Linked DNA regions of Mus musculus: region 1 is linked to region 2. A link is a contact called in public Hi-C data. All regions are on one chromosome and are shown on one strand. The core of a region is the stretch at or near the end of the contact, and the rest is flanking DNA. Distances in the headings are between cores, read along the strand shown. Region 1 overlaps Dennd1a (DENN/MADD domain containing 1A). Region 2 overlaps Dennd1a (DENN/MADD domain containing 1A).

Region 1 (3,626 bases), core at 302-2,801, 280 kb before region 2:
CAGATGGAAGAGTTGTTAAGAAAACTGCCTCTGTAGCTGCTCTGCAAAAATTTGGACTATGCATGCTGGAGGGACAGGGGCCATTTCAGCAACACACTTCCAACATTTAAGTGAGGCAGGGAGGACTGAACCATGTATTCTGGCAAAAGCTAGTGGACAACTAGAGTTCTCCCCAGGCAGTCTCTGAGAAACTGTAAAGGCTTCCTATAGTGGTCCCCTCATCCATGAGGCTACTCAAAATTACGTTAGTGTAAACAATGTAAAAATCCAAAATTAAAATGGGACCTAGATATATAATGGTGTCATGACCCCCTTTTATGATATGGACTAAGATTTTGAAGTGTCAGTGATACAATTCAGCCTTACAGAAATATTTATATTTTTCTTAATGGAAGAAAATAGGAAGGTAGATTTTGCTAGACTGTGTAGGATTGAATCTCCATCCTACCCAGAAGCTGTGATTTTGGACAGTGGCTCTCTTTTTGAAAGCCTTAGGTTTATTATTATCCTTTATAGCAGTTTTACAGATAAAATGAGCCCCTGTTTAATATGCATCACCTAGTCAACATCTGGCCCATAGTATAGACTTTATTCATTGGACAGGCAAATAGTAGGTCTACTACTGTTGCTATCAGGAAGCCTTCTGCTCTAACAATTTTACAGTCAGGTTTAATATCTGATCCCCATTTGTCCTTCAGTATGCCAGGAAGGCCCAGAGAAACTTCTTACCGGGATATGGTTGCTCATACCATAATCCCAATACAGAAAGCTGAGGCAAGAGGACTGGAAGTTCAAGACTGCCTGGGCTTCACACTGAGAGCTCAAAACAAAACAAATAAGGGAGGCATTACTTTCCCAAGGTATTTGACAAGATCTGAGAGCATGCAGTCACTCATCTACAGGTCTTGTGTCTCTCCATGAATCATTCTACATGGCATTGTGCGGCACTGCTGAGTTTCCTGATGGATGAAGTAACCAGTATTTAGCCTTAGAATAATTTGGATAGTAATTGTGCCTGGCAAAGGAAAAGAGTAGTCATGTTCATTCACTCAGGCAAAGTTATATTGCACTAGACTTGCAAGCCAGCTTATACATTACTACTGACAGCTTGTGTGAGTATTGTAAGGTAGCTGGCCTTGTGGTTTATTGAGCTTAAATAAACATTTATCTCTCTCTCTCTGTCCCATCAAGCATGCATGCATCTAGGATCTTAAGTGGCTTCTGTTTGTTAACAAAACTTCCCTGGGAGAACTCAAAAAGGCAATTAGTCTTGTTCTTTGGAGCAGTGCCTCCACTGTATTAGATTTCACTGTATGCAAGCTTAAATGATAACCCAGAAGCAAGCTGTACCATGATCCAATTTGATATTTAGTTTTGATTTTATTAGTAGTTGTCTTTAATGGATGTCTTGTCATGTAGGTTTCCTGATTATTAGTAATTTAAATTGAATGAGAATGAAATGAAACCACAGGCGTGAAACTGATGGACTGTGGCTGCAGCAGTCTGCAGCTTTCAAGGCAGCCATAATGCCGGCAGGCTCCCACACTCCCCCTCCCTTTTAAGGCTTTGAACACCCTTTCTGCTAATGCTGAGGATGAGAGCTTAATACTGTTGCTATCTGGGAACCTTTAAAAGCAAATGGGCATTGTGAGTGTTCCTTCCTCTTTGAAGGTAAGTGTTGTCCATGTGCTCACTCTCTACTTGATCAGCTCAAATTTGACCCAGGAGTAGAGATCTGTGAAGATGCTAACTGAAAAACAATGATTGCAGAAGTAATTTTCCTTGCCCTTATGTGTGCTTTCCTACCACTCTCAAGGATTGCTGGCCTGGTCTTGAGAAAAAGGACAGCCAAAAATGTGCTTTTTTCTGTGGGCTCTGTGGAGTAGCCAGGATCATATACCAGGCTTAGACCCAGCATGGTCCAGAGCAGCACAAGTCCCACAGCTGCTAGGTCCAGATAAGAGCTTTCATTCTCTGAGCACCTTGGTCTTAGTATTATTGGTTTGTGTAAGTGCTGAGATACTGGACACCTTCAGTTAGGTTTAATTTAAATCAAACAAACAAACTTGAAAGAAAGTAATTTTAGGTCACTTACTAAATGTCTACTAATAATCAAGCATGTGTTTGTTTGTTACCTGCTCTGTTCAGGCATTGATGTGGATGAGTGATGAAAGAATGACTGAACGGAGGAATAATTGAAAGGGAGCTGTGCTTTCTTTCTGTCTTTCTGACCAAGACAGTTTTTATGTGTAAGCTTTAGAATTTCCAACCAGTGTGATACACTGCTAGCCCCGGTGTTGAAGCTGTAGAGCCACTTCTTACAGAAACTTTTTTACTCTTATTTCTCTTGCTAATCCATAAAGTATACATTTTGAGCAAAATTTATTTTTTAATTCATTGAAAATTCAATGAAATCTTTTATAAGAAAATATTTGCTTCTGACTTTTTTGTGTGTGAAGGAACCATGCAGTCTATGTGCAGTGTAGTGTCCTCCCATCACCCATTCTTAGATAGCTACATTCATCCCCAGAGTGGGAAAGTGTCTGAAACTGCCACTTTTCTCATGCCAGAGCTCTTCCGCTCTCTTGTAAGTAGGGCCAACTCTGAAAGTGTTACTCCCCCATGCCACAGACTGGTGATAGACAGGGTGGCCTGGAGGGAACCATCTGCATACCTTCTCAGTGTCCTCTGCTGCTCAGGCTGGCGTCTATGATCAAGGCCAGCTTCAATGCAGGAGGACACTTGCCCCAGCCTACTAGAATGACTTGGAGTGACCTGCAGAATGTCGAGGTACTGCTTGCCACCAGTTATCCTTCATTCTAAAATGCTCCTGTATTGCTTCTCCTTAAATTGATCACTTTCAGGACACCTGCAGAGCAAGATGCATTTAATTTTACACATTAATTTTTAAGTCTTACTAAACTTCTGAATGGCTGTGTTGTGTACCACTGTGTGGGTTATGCAGTACTAGTCCTGTGATCAAATGAAAAGGTACCTTGGCAAAGGCTGGCAGGTGTAGAGCCACAGCTGTTGAGCTCTGCTTTCCATGAACTGGGTGAGCCTCCATGAACTCTTCATCTGCCTAAACACAACTGCCCCTTGATAATAAAGTTATCCACAATCACTCTCTCCAATGTTAGAATTAAATACAGCATGTAGTGACTAGTGGGGTAGTGTGCTTGCATAGTCTAGGTTTTTTTTTTTTTAATCTTACTTTATCTCTTCATTTCAAAATGTCTTTAAATGCAGTTTAAAATGACCCACTGAGGAGTTTATGTTAGGGACCGATGAAAAGCCTGCAGTCACACTCTTCCCTCCATAGTCGCCATGGAGAGATGGAAATGCTGTTCTGAGCTGACCTGAACCAGTGGTCCTGGGCTCTAATCTCTTGATTCCCAGATGACAGCAGATGTCTCTTTAGTGATTCCAGGTGTTCAGAACAGAGTACAATCTCTTATCTGACACAGCCACAGCGACTCCTTAGAGTTCTTTCATATTACCTCTTTATAACATTTGAAGGATCAGGATTTCTTGACAGCTGCTGGAATGCTAACTCCCCACTTAAAGGGACTCTGCTTCAAGTCCTCAGGTGATCTGTGGACTTTCATGCTGTACTGTTTGATTCA
Region 2 (3,916 bases), core at 78-2,577:
GAACTCTTAAGGGTCACAGAGAGGACAGCCTGACATGATTCTATGTCAGGATTTGCCAGGTCACTGGCTATAAACATGGCTGAGTACAACAGCTGCTGGCCTGGGTGGAAAAGCCATGGGATGGTAGGCACTCAGCCTTGACAGGAGGGATTGTGTAGCCCAGCACCTGTGGCTGGAGCTTGGCTATGACCAGAGGGTCTGAGGGGTCTTCTTAATAAGGAGAAAGAAAGAGCAAAAGAAAATCATGCTGGTGTCTCCTGGATGAAGGGCAGTGTCTGGAGCCACCAGGGAGAAGGGAGAGGCAGGCTGCTGTGGGCCACATGTGAAGCACTTTATCAGCTATTTATTATTTCTTGCTCACCATTAAAATCAAATGTACTTGGTGCTTTTGTATTCAATACACACTTAACCCTGCCGACTTAGATTTCTCAGGTTTTGAATCCGGTGGGGAATTGGCTGGCTTCCCAACTTTCCTCTCTAGTCCCCCCAAACAGATCTGGAAAGCCCTGTTTAGCATTCTCTCCCCTGGTGCTGCTGAGATCTTAGCAGTGGTGGGCCAGCCCCTGTTGTGTATGAGAGTGGTTTTCCCCTCCACCCAGGCTTCACCCTTGCTAAGCACCCCAGAAGAAGGATGGTACTGCTGAAATACACAGGGGTTTATCTGCATTGTCTTTGATTAAACCAGTTGTCTGTGTGTCTAGGCCTGGTTGTAGCCTGCCACTGCATGGGGTGTGTGTGTGTGTGTGTGTGTGTGTGTGTGTGTGTGTGTGTGTGAGAGAGAGAGAGAGAGAGAGAGAGAGAGAGAGAGAGAGAATGCACCATTACCTCTTAATGCCTGCCTTTGTGGATATCTGTTTGTAAGACTGTATATACACTGCAGTCTCTGAGCCCTGGTGCATTTGGGTGTTTGTCTATAATGATAATCCTACACCAGTGAGGAATGTGTGACTCTGGGTGGGTCTGTAACCACAGGGGTGACTGTCTCTGGTCCGTTGTGTCTTTCCCACCCTCCCTCACCCCTCCCTCCTCTCCCTCCTCTGTCTGTTTTATCATCCCTAATGAAGCAGTCTCCTCCATCGATCCTGCTGATTGCCAACCCATTCCTTTTGTTTGTTGGCGCTGAGCCATTCAGCAGCACTCTGACAGCTCAGCTCGTCTAATTAGCTCTGTTGTTCTTTTTCCCCATGTTTCACCACGTTGCAAGTTCAGTTGAAGTTGCCACAAACTTAATCCCCCCATTTCAGTGGCAAGTTCACATTCTTAACCTGTCTTCATTGTAGTAAGGAGCAGCCCTGTGTGGGACAAGCTGACAGGCCATAATGTCTGACCTTCCTGAACTCAGTCCCCAGGTCCCTGGCAAGGGCAGGAGAGCTCTTCCACCCAGCTGCATTCTCTTCCTTTGTAGGCAGAGTCTCAGGGATCCAAGAAGCCTTGCTGGGGAAACCACTTCCATATGAGAGTGGGGACAGATATAGCCATGTATTTATTCGGCAAATGTTGACCAAATGTCTGTTGAGTGGCAGGCACCTTTCTAATAACAATGACAACCACAGCAGTATTTACTGCTGTTAGATTCCAGACAGTAACATTGGCCTGTCTACAAATCTTGCTGAAGTTCCACTATGTACCAGGCACCTCACAGGATGCTAAAAGGATTAAGACTATCTGCAATCTATCTTCTTACAGGCACCTCCCCTCCTTCCTTTTGCTATTGATAAAAGGGGGCATCTCGATCACAAAGAAGCAGGCAAGCATTTCTGGAGCTCACACTCTGTGCAATGTCCACACCAGTGTGTTACCCACACCCTGTGGTTAAGTCTTAACAATAGCTCCGTGGAAGAAGACAGCATGTTTTGTGGAATGTTCTTGGCCTTTACCACATCTCTGATTTGCCAAAGACGTCTGAGCTCAGACTGGCCGCTCCACAGGAAAATCTTTGGTTTGGTCAGACGTGCGCAGACCTGAGGGTTCCATGAGACTCTATCGAGATTGGTCTTGTATGCAGCCAGCCTCTGTAATCTTGTTCCTAAGCCATTGTTTTGTGTCGCCCACCAGTTGCTGGGGGGCGGGAGGGTTGTTCTGAAGAAGGGTTGTTGTAATGGAGTGTGGGCACTGTCTTTCTCGTCTGTCAGCCAGTGTCTCATTGCAGCTGCAGAGAATGCATGCTCCCTATACCTGCTGCAATGCTGGCTCATCTGCATGAACAGCAGGAGCCACAGAGAGACATTCTCAGCTCTCTTCCCAATCTCTGTGACATTAGAAGTGGTCAGAGGTGATGGTACCATACACAAAGTCACATAATACTGATTAGACCAAATGAGACTCATTCTAAGAGTACCCAGAAATTCACAGCCTAACATCTATCACGGGCTCTGATGGGACAAGGAAGTGGGCATCCTTTCCTCTGTGGCTTCACTATTGTGGCAGCTCAGAATAACCCATCTACCCACAGTGTAGTAAGAGGTGAGTGTAGGAAGCTGCCTGCTGCCCTCGTGTGCCCACTGCCACCGTAAGCTGTGCTTTGTGCAGCATCCACTTTAGCCCTACTGGAAGACAGGGCATACGGTACCCTGAGAAGCAAGTTGGCTTAGCTGGGCACTCTGTGGAGTTGTCAGTTGCTCCCTCCTTCCCTTTAGAGAGGAAAATAAGTATCCTGTAATTCAGCTGTAAAAAAGTATTTTGAGTGTGAGTCCCCCAAACAAATGTGAGTGGAACCTCTTTGTTCCACACACTGAATTCCATAAATAGGGTGTTGCTGTTCTGCCTCCCATGTTGTTCACACCTCAGTCAGCTCTCTGAGAGGCCACTGGGTCTGCAGATGAGGAGAGCCTTTCTGGCTTAAATTCCAGAGAGCATATATATCCATATGCTGTATGTTAAGTGGTGGTGTTTACGTAATAACCAGGAGACCATGGTAGCCCAGGCCTGGAGAACCTGTAACCAAGCCCTCTGGGGCTGTTTACCCAAATGTTCACAGTGGACCTGTGGGGCCTTTTTAACTCACTCCTTCTTGGGGATTTCCCCATGTTCATCCTTAGGTACGGCCTCCTCGTCCACATGTCGTCAGGAGACCCAAGAGCAACATCACTGTGGAAGGCAGGAGGACATCTGTCTCAAGCCCTGAGCAGTGAGTACTATTGCTCCCTCTCATCTCTCCCCAGGAACCCAATGAGCCAGAGCTTTGTGGTGACCAAGCATGTAGCCCCAGCCTTCCTCTTGGAGGCTCCTTTGAAATGCTGAGCAGGTGTTAAATAAGGCCAGACAGGGAACTTGGTCATTGGTGTCAGAGTCTGAGCCTCTGTTGTCACATCAGGAACCTGGGCTGTGCTTTGAGTGGTGCAGCTCAAAGGCAGTCAGCCACATTCCAAAGGAAGCCCCAGGCCTCTTAACACTGAAGAGTCCACAGGTGAGAGTAAGCTGCCTTGTCAAAGAAGCGTTCCTGCAAGGCCAAGCCCCATTGTAGGCTTACTGCTCTTCAGTCTCCACGGCTTGAGCTTATCAGAAAGCATCCTCACCATTGCTCTCTCCTCAGCCATAGCACCTGTGCTATTAGGCCTTTCCTTCAAACTTCCCCCTGACCTAGAGGACCTCTGGACACCCTGTGACCCAGCCTAGAGCCAGCTTCAGTAACATCTTGAGTGGCTGTTAGATAGATGGGAGATGGAACCTGCAAGCTGTAGACAGTTCCAACCTGGAGAGAGAAACACTATTTCCCCTTGTCCTGGTATGCATAGCCCTAGGCTCAGCTATTCACCAGCTTCCTTGGATATCTTTAGAAATACTGTAGATATCACAGATCCATCTTGGCCTAGGGTGGTTTGAGGACTGAGGGGGAAAAACTATTCTTTGTGTGAAAGGGAAGAATGCCTCTCTTTGCAAAGAAGTGGTGCCAAAATAGAAATGATTCCAAAATGTC

The links. Hi-C and Micro-C count contacts between places; a contact is called where the count stands out from the background.
Region 1: a contact with region 2 is called in a Hi-C map of the N1E-115 cell line, with 2.5 times the contacts expected there. The contact joins two enhancer-like sites. A contact is called at or near these places in 3 of 484 Hi-C or Micro-C datasets (CD8 T cells, the N1E-115 cell line and embryonic stem cells).

What each region holds. Positions count from the first base shown.
Region 1 is chr2:38,092,491-38,096,116 of GRCm38.p6, reverse strand. The region is part of intron 5 of Dennd1a (DENN/MADD domain containing 1A); the gene reads left to right. Among named protein-coding and RNA genes, the nearest start is that of Dennd1a, 190 kb to the left of the region's middle. Within about 2 kb of position 1,551, at least 10 of the 459 cell types and tissues checked have an H3K27ac peak or open chromatin away from gene starts, as enhancers often do. A contact at or near this core is called in the N1E-115 cell line, where this site is marked.
Region 2 is chr2:37,816,127-37,820,042 of GRCm38.p6, reverse strand. Dennd1a (DENN/MADD domain containing 1A) reads left to right here. Exons shown (of 23, transcript NM_001362973.1): 20 at 3,039-3,127. Among named protein-coding and RNA genes, the nearest start is that of Crb2, 42 kb to the right of the region's middle. Within about 2 kb of position 1,327, at least 24 of the 459 cell types and tissues checked have an H3K27ac peak or open chromatin away from gene starts, as enhancers often do. A contact at or near this core is called in the N1E-115 cell line, where this site is marked.